Regions from separate parts of the Gasterosteus aculeatus genome. Here regions 1 and 2 are each linked to region 3. Evidence: chromatin contacts called from public Hi-C data. All regions are on one chromosome and are shown on one strand. Each heading gives the region's core, a stretch centred on a gene start, on an enhancer-like site or on the middle of the called end of the contact. The rest is flanking DNA. Distances are from core to core; before and after follow the strand shown. Region 1 overlaps tcf4 (transcription factor 4). Region 2 overlaps tcf4 (transcription factor 4). Region 3 overlaps atp8b1 (ATPase phospholipid transporting 8B1).

Region 1 (2,764 bases), core at 12-2,511, 190 kb before region 3:
TCTCGCTCTACACCAACTCTCTCGGCGCTGTCATTCGCTCGCAAGGCTTCTCCTACCACAGCTATGCTGATGACACCCAACTAATTCTCTCCTTCCCTCACTCTGATCTCTGCCTGTCTGACTGACATCTCTCAGTGGATCCGCCCACCATCTGAAAATCAACCCCGACAAGACTGAACTACTTCTCTTTCCAGGAAAAGACTCTCCGACCCAGGACGTGACGGTCAACTTTGGCAACTCCGTGTTAACACCCACTTTAAATGCTAGGAACCTCGGCGTCACAATCGACAGCCAACTCTTCCTGACTCCCAACATCACTGACAACACGATCCTGTAGATACACGCTCTACAACATCAGGAGAATACGTCCTCTTCTCACTCAGAAGGCAGCGCAGGTACTGATTCAGGCTCTTGTCATCTCACGCCTGGACTACTGCAACTCTCTCCTGCAGGTCTCCTGCTACCACCATTCGACCTCTGCAGCTCATCCAGAATGCAGCAGCTCGACTGGTCTTTAATCTTGTGAAATTCTCCCACACTACTCCACTCCTCCGCTCTCTTCACCAGTGGCTGCCCACATCCAGTTCAAAACATTGGTGCTCACCTACCATGCTGTGAATGAATGGGGTCCAGCTTACATCCAGGACCTGGTCCAACCCGACATCCCGACCCGCACTCTCCGCTCTGCATGTGATAAACTGCTTGTTCCTCCTCACTGAGAGCAAAACACTCGACTAGGTCTCCACTCTTTGCTGTCCTGCTCCGAAATGGTGGAACGAGCTCTCTGAAGACATCAGGACCACAGAGAGCCTTCACATCTTCCGCCGCAAACTAAAGACACACCTCTTCAGACTCTACCTCGACTAAAAGACTAACAAATTTTAGCACTTAAATTGTACTTATAACGCCACTCATCTATGGCAAATTGTAAATTGGCTTATTTGATGAAATCTTGTTTCTTGTTCCTCTGAGCTTGTACCCTATGGTTGAATGCACTTATTGTAAGTCGCTTTGGACAAAAGCGTCAGCTAAATGACATGTAATGTAATGTAATGAGGGACCTCACATGTCTGCAGGTACAAATACACAGTACTTGTGCAGGCTGTTTAGCAATGGTTCATTTTGTCACAAAAAGAACTTTGTTTTTGGCCTCTTAGTGTTGTCATGGCACCCAACCACACACACATTGCAAGCATTCCCTGTCTAAAGCTGTGTTTGTACTCAGAGCAGGTGCAGCCTGGGCAGAGTGTGTGTGTGTGTGTGTTTTTCATGTCTTCAGTTACATCCAGTACAAAAACATCACAGTGTTAGATCATCTGTAAACCTGTGACGTCCGGCCCGCTCACCATCATCACGTTTTTTATATCCCATTTCTGTCACGAATCTATCAGACCTGTTGTGTTGTTGCAGATACTTTGTGTGTGTGTCTGTTTGTGTGTGTATCCATAGATTTCATAGCCCAAACCCAGTATTAAAATAGCCTTTTACCTGGGCTACTGTGGTGCTGGATTCCCCCCGGATTGGTCTGTATGACGCGCTGTTCTGCCTGCCGTAATCGCCTCTGCGTTCATCTTGGCTTGCAGACATAATCCATAGACACGTTCTGAGTGTTGTTAATCTTAGTTTATTTCTTACATATAATGTTTTGTTCCCAATGGAACCAACTCTCTCTTTCCGCGACAGCGGTCAAAACCCTTCCGCTCTCTGGGTCCAACACCTGATGTTAATTGTTACCCAATCAATTATATAGGTGCGCACAGGACCCAAGAACAGCGCCACCCAGTGTACAGAATAAAATAAAGACATTTGATGTGAACATTTGGCTCCTACAACCAGGGAAATTATTATGTGATGTCACAAAAACCCCTTGATGAAAGTACTTAAGAGAATTCAGATTCTATTGTTTCATTGATCGGAAATCTTATTTCATTGAAACACAATCAATTTAACAAATGGCTGATCAGTAAAATACATGCTGAAAGAGCTTCCAGAGGGCAATGAAATGATTGGTCTTTTGTATTGTATGATTGTATGTATTTATGTTGACCTGCAAATTGCAAAAGACAGGACAGTGATCAGCTTCAATCTGATCACTGTCCATCCATCTAATCTACAAACTACTTAACCTTCATACAGGGTCTCGGGGGGCTGGAGTCATCCCAGCTAACTCTGGCCGAAAGACGTGGTCCACCCTGGACTGGTCTCCAGTCTGATCCCCAGAGCATGTCTTTGGACTGTGGGAGGACGCCGGAGTCCCCGGAGAGAACATTCTACCATGCAGTAGAATTGGTTTGGATATCTAACCAAAGCTGCAGTTCAGGGTCAGAAAAGCACCTTGATGTTCAGGTCAATTTAAAACTGTAGTTAAACTAATTCTATCAAAAACGATTGAGCCTCGCTGATGTTGAAACACCAAACACAAGGTGGGGAAAAATATTATATAAACTTATAAAATTCGAAATCTAAAACTGAACAAATAATCAAAAAGAAATGCTTCTGGAAAATGATTAAGAAATTGAATTTTCTGCACAAAAGAGAGATGGCTTCTGAGAACATACACGAAGACTCATTTCACTCATTTCATTCTCGTCGCTATTGGCAGCGAGTATAAAAACAGGAATATCTGAGCGGTGGGATAATGGTTACATGTTGAATCTCTACAAGGAGTCTCGCTACAACGTTGTTTTATAGCGTTAGTCCCTATAAGTCTGCAATTAATACAAAATTGATGTTAAATGTAACAATTATCAAATGCAACTGCCGC
Region 2 (2,870 bases), core at 78-2,577, 250 kb before region 3:
CGCCTCTCGCTGGCCAACTTGCTAGCAGCAGAGTTACTTCTTGTTGTGAGCTTTACCCAGCATGCAGTTCAGCGGGGTCATTTTTATAAAGGTACAATTATTAGTGTTGCAAATTGTTTGTGTGTGACAAGCTGTTGTGTTTTATCCTGTTAAAGAGTGTTTGTTGTTATAAAGTTATAAATAAAGTTAAATCTGATACCGGTACACCGTCTGAACCCGTACACCGTGCAGCCCTACACTAGTGTTCATGCTCTGGTGACCATGAATGTCATTACATTGTACATTCTTAGTTTCAGGGGGTTGTGCACTAATGAAAAACATAGTTATGAATATCATATCGGCGAAAAGATCACACAACACACACTTGAAAGAAGCCATGTAGTGTTGCACTATGGCACAGTGTTCCATCACTCTGTCTTGTTGTTAAACTCCTTTTAACAAGGTACATTCGTAGGAAACAATGTGGCGTTGTGCAATTGCAGAACAAAGTAGAGCAACAGATACACACAGTCACACATTAAAATCACACTTACTGCCAATCTGTTGTTGAAATGTACCAGACCCGACAGAAACTCAAGTTCTGACCTCTGATTTTGGACTAAATCGTCACAGATCATCAGCTCAGTCAGATATTAATAACAGGAGCTTCTCCAAATGAGTCATTTGACCTCATTGCCATGTGTCCATGATGTCCATGTCAATTTTAACCTTTTAACCTGCATAATAATGGTAAAAACAATATATCCCTTTTCATCTGTGAATGTGGGGTTTAGAATGATTTCCAATAGGTGTTGATTTATTAATTGATTTAAAATTCACTTACATTTAAACTACTTTTACTTCGACTACTACTACAACATCTATTTAAATAAAGGCATTTTTATTCCTTAACATATGCCAAATAGGGCGCTGTGTTTGCTTTACCAGAATCTTCCTGAACCAGAAGTTTTTGTTTCTATAATTCTGTTAAAAGGTACACAGACAATGAATTAATAGAAAGTTCCTTTTCCCTTTGAGGGAGCGCAAATGTGTTAATGAAGGATATATTCAGCTCAAATTGTTTTCATTGACGACATGTTTCTTTTGCCACAGTTCAGTCAAACTTTATGGTAAATGATTTACCAGTTAGCTGGTTTCTGAATTCTGATTCTTAGGTCTTTTGTTAAAGGTACAACAGCAGATTAGTTTCTAAGTGAAATCTTCTGACCATTCGGGGTGGAGGGGGGGCGCTGCGTTTTACATTTGTCCCAGCGGGTTTGACGCGTCGCTCATGGCATGGTGCGCTGCGGCCAATGAGAGGGGAGCCCCGTCCGCTGACACGGCGCCCTTCTCCTCCTCGCGGCGCTTCAGACAGGCCGCTTTGGGATTCAGGTTCCGCTCTGGGCGAGGGAGAGAGGGAGAGGGAGAGAGGGAGAAAGGGAGGGAGAGAGGGGGGGAGGGAGAGAGGGAGGGAGAGAGAGAGGGAGAGGGAGAGAGGGAGAGAGGGAGAGAGAGGGAGACAGGGAGAGAGGGGGGGAGGGGGGGTAGGAAAGCTAAGAACCTGAGCCAGGGTTGAACAGTCACCAGGTGCCACTGCTGCCCTCTCATGGAACTCTTTCAGCACCGCATATGTTGAACTACTTTTCACCTCATGAACCTCGATTTCCAAAATACAAAGTAACTTCAGATTCAAAGCAGAGGAAACTAAATATGGAATATTACCAGTCGTTAAGATCCACAAATTACTAAAATGGAATACTGCAGTCAAAGAAGGTTCAAGATGAATACTACTTCCTATTGTTGATATTGTTGTAATAAATAAATAGATAATCATAAAGCGTATTCGGGGCGGTGGGGAGCTTGTCTGCACTAAACCGACCTCGCACTTGCTGCTCCAGACTGAGGATGACGGCCACGGCCTGGTGGAGGATCAGTAACTTGGTCTGGGGTTTGTCGCTCTTCAGGTGCAGCTGCACCATCTTGCCCAGCTCCTTGAACGCCTCGTTGATGTCGCGGACACGCAGGCGCTCCCGTGCGTTGTTCGCCATCCTGCGCTCCCGCTCTCGCTCCATCTTCTGCTCCGGAGACAGGTCCTCGTCGTCGTTGTTGCTGCGGTAACCAGCGAGGGAGGAGGAAGCAAGGGAAGGAGGGCAAGGAGGAAGAGGAGGATATGTTGTTATTTTCTTGCTACACCGGATGATTCCTTTAGTGGGGGGTAGCAGGGAGCAGGGCATGGAAACAGACCTCTGATTGGTCACGTGGTGATAATGTTGAGTTCACAGACTTGTGAGTTTAAATAGGAAGTGAATATCCAGACGAGGATCCATTCCAGGGCAAACTGGCAGACATGACCCAAGGAAGCACTTTGGATGGATGTTTATTTGACTTCTTGATTATTCTTATAATACTTCTATTTGTGCCAAATTAAAACGAAGGGACTACATTATGAAGCTTTTAATCCCGTGATATTGATCCCGTCTGGAGTAACATCTTTGTTTGTTTAGTGTGAAAATGGAGGAAGGATTTTGTAGTGATCTGATACAGAGAAACAAAAGCTTTGCTGGATCACATGACCGTATGTTTCCAAACCCTGCAGCACAGCTTGGGCCACATTTGACTTGTCTGGTTCATCATCACATTTGCATCATCATCATTATGACCCCAACATAATGTACAATCTTGCGGCATCCATATGTTTCAAATGTTCCTCTGGATGAGAAATATCAATGCGGGTATGAAGGCTGCTCAGTTTCAACCAGAAAGGGAAATAATCACTGTGAGCAACATTTATCTTTCTATTACTGAGTCCATTTATTGACTGCTTTATACCTGCCGGTGCAATATGTTGAAACACACCTATTGTTTACCACCAAAATCAAGAATACTCATCC
Region 3 (2,964 bases), core at 57-2,556:
GCTTTGCTTTTATTAACAACCACATGATAAAATACCATCATATGACCAAACATTTCCCAGTACGATCAGCAGCAGCTCTAAACTGCCTCATTTTATTCAGTAAGAAAGTAAGAAAAGACATCAACACTAACAATACAGTGACCCTAGCATGGAGGACGGGGCGGTTCTGGCTCACTGCTGTTTGAAGAAGAAGCCGACTGATGTTCAGGAGAACATCCTCGTTGGCACAGAGATCCTCACTGTGGTTTCCCCCGTGATGCAACTTCCCTTCCCCATCAGAAGGAAGGAGCGCTCAAATTGACATTTTGCAAACACTGTTGATGATGAAGCCAAACTGGGGATCCCACACGCAGCGTGTTTATGCACATGGGGGAAAAGTAAAGGGACAAAAAGGAGACCTGTACCACAAAGAACCGCATCCCGGTTTGAAAAGAGGTATTTAAAAGCCTTCAAGTTGGAAACAGGTCCCGGTTCCTTAAAGTAGTGACGACATCAGTCACACGTGATGCTGCACAGGAACGAGGAACTACTTACATGTCGTTTTTAAATCTAGGGACACGTCCAACCAGCTTACATAGCCACATCCCACCATTAATTGGAGTAAAAAAATTAAAAGCGCTTATCTTGACTTGTTTAGCTTTTAGTTTATTTTGAAGGAAATTCTTGGCTTCGCATTTAGATGGACGGAAGTAAAAGTAAAAGATGTCTGATTTCATGCACGTAACGGACAATTGACCGGTATAAATATTTTATAATTAGAATAAAACAGCATAGTGCTCTGCGAACATCCGGCTAAAACAATGACTGCCAAAATAAACAAATTAAATAAGGTATTGGCTTCCCGTCCAGCCAGAGGAGTAAAAATAAGGCTTATATTCAAAAACAAACCCTGAGTTAAACATCATCAGTCACGCAGCCGCTGCATGACCTCGGCCCCGGTAACGGCGCCCATCACTTCCATCTGAACAGTCTGTGCAAAGAGGGGGAACTGGAGGCAGAGGAGCATCGGCACATTCAGCAGCGCTCAATTCATCTTTCCTTCCTAGAGGTACGAGACTCTTTGTCTCCTGTTTCAGATCAACCAAAGGGACGAGGTCGCTGTGAACTCAGACCCCACTGATTGACCACAGGAGAACAACGGCTCCACCGACCAAAAAATGAAGAGACAAACCGAGCGCTCCTCAACGTATTCACGACGCCCTCCTGGATGCAGCTCTGCTCCGTCAGATGTTCTCAGCCGCTCTCTGGGGAACCTCTCTGATGCTCTCCTGGGGCCCGCCGCGGCCCGCCGGGCGCCGCCGGATGCTGCGTCCGGACGAGATGAGGTCGGCGTAGCCGCGGGAGTGAGAGAAGGCGTAGGCGGAGCGGCGGGAACGCCCGCCGCGCTGGAATGTTGGCGGCTTTTTCCTCTCCTCCTCCTCCATCTCCATCTCGTACCTCTTCCTGTTCCTCTGGATCTGCGAGGGATGATGGGAAATGAGCCAGGGAGCGTTGGAGAAACACTGCTGCATCGGGACAGGGGACCGTTTAGAGACGTGTACCTTATCGCCCACTGAGGGCCAGATGCTCTTATGCAGGAACTGGATGCAGATGACGGGCAGCAGGCTGATGCCCACCGTCAGGATGATGGTTAACCACAGGTAGGGCTGGCGCAGGGCATTCGACGCTGCACCTGCAAATACACAGAATACATACGGGCCGTGAGAAGTGAGGACAGCAGGAGGGATGTGGCCCTTTAACGTCTGTTGGACGCTGCAGGTCAGAAACTCAACATCTGGCAGACAGTCAAGTCTAAATCGGTTCAAACAAGAGTGTCAGATTATCCATTTCATGGATATACTAATATATAATACATACTAATTCATACAAATCTTGGGGAAATGGGGAAAACTCTTCAAAATAAAAAAAGACATTTCAGAAGCAGCTTCTAAAGCAACTCCAGAGAGCCAGTGGAGGGAGGGAGGGAGGGAGGCTGCTGACCGGTGAAGGTGAACGCTGAGGGGAAGATGACGTGGATGCCGGCACTGTGGATGTCAAACATGATGCCGAAGTAGATGGCGATGCTGCCCAGGACCGCAAAGCAGTTGACGAAGGTCCAGTAAGAGGTGTCCAAAGACATCTGACGGAAAGCAGGAGGAGATAACGAAGGTCAGCGGGTCCACGTCACATCAATCCGTACACTCCTCCTTCAGGAGCTCACAGTTGGAGAACCTCGTTTCCCATTCAGCGCTTACTCTAATGAAGCGGTCACATGCCCTCACAAGCGGACCTCACCTGCAGGTTGACGATGAAAACCAGCGAGGAGGCGGTGACGACGGCCAGGGACTGGTAGTCGGTGGGGGCCTCTCCGTCCTGCCCCATGGTCTGCAGGAAGGCTCCGTAGGGGATGAAGAAGATGATGAGCGAGATGAAGATGCCGTGGAACAAGCTGATGAAGAAGTTCTTGTAGTTGAACAGCAGCCCCTGCTGGCCGGGTAGATAGAGTTTGGGGAATTTCAGGCTCAGTTTGTCGTTTACGTCCTGCAGAGGGAGGAGGAAGAAGAGGACGGTTAAAACGTCGTTTCCCTTAATAATCCTGAAACACAGTGGCTCATCTTTCACATCCCCCGGCGTCCTTTCAGAGCGGAATGATTACTTTGCTGTGAATCCACAGTGAACGTGACAGAAACTGCAATATTTTGCCCGGTTCATTACCTGGTCAAGAAGTCCAACCAGCAGAACTGGTAAGCTGCTGTAAGCCAGATTGTAGAGCGTGATGAACCAGTCTTCATAGGCGACCTGGAGACGGTGGAACAAAAGTCAGCGTGTGTTGGTTCCCGGCCCGTTACGCTGATAGAAGGCAAGCTGTGGATGGGGTCCAGCTCCCGTGTACCAGGAACGGCCTTCATTCAGCATCCTGCCTGTAGCCGTCTCTGCTTTTTGCAAGCAGAACGGACTGCATTACGACCGAGGACCGGGACACCG

The links. Hi-C and Micro-C count contacts between places; a contact is called where the count stands out from the background.
Region 1: a contact with region 3 is called in a Hi-C map of skeletal muscle, with 4 times the contacts expected there. The contact joins two enhancer-like sites. A contact is called at or near these places in 2 of 6 Hi-C or Micro-C datasets (both in skeletal muscle).
Region 2: a Hi-C map of skeletal muscle shows a contact between it and region 3, with 6 times the contacts expected there. The contact joins two enhancer-like sites. A contact is called at or near these places in 2 of 6 Hi-C or Micro-C datasets (skeletal muscle and whole body).

Annotation. Positions count from the first base shown.
Region 1 is chr14:17,581,193-17,583,956 of fGasAcu3.hap1.1, reverse strand. The region is part of intron 8 of tcf4 (transcription factor 4); the gene reads right to left. Among protein-coding and RNA genes, the nearest start is that of LOC120831919, 88 kb to the left of the region's middle. Within about 2 kb of position 1,261, at least 1 of the 9 cell types and tissues checked has open chromatin away from gene starts, as enhancers often do.
Region 2 is chr14:17,641,213-17,644,082 of fGasAcu3.hap1.1, reverse strand. tcf4 (transcription factor 4) reads right to left here. Exons shown (of 20, transcript XM_078088417.1): 18 at 1,859-2,088; 19 at 1,241-1,379. Among protein-coding and RNA genes, the nearest start is that of LOC120831919, 28 kb to the left of the region's middle. Within about 2 kb of position 1,327, at least 5 of the 9 cell types and tissues checked have open chromatin away from gene starts, as enhancers often do.
Region 3 is chr14:17,391,208-17,394,171 of fGasAcu3.hap1.1, reverse strand. atp8b1 (ATPase phospholipid transporting 8B1) reads right to left here. Exons shown (of 30, transcript XM_040198138.2): 26 at 2,695-2,778; 27 at 2,275-2,520; 28 at 1,981-2,119; 29 at 1,542-1,672; 30 at 1-1,457. The coding sequence ends at 1,224. Among protein-coding and RNA genes, the nearest start is that of atp8b1, 17 kb to the right of the region's middle. Within about 2 kb of position 1,306, at least 1 of the 9 cell types and tissues checked has open chromatin away from gene starts, as enhancers often do.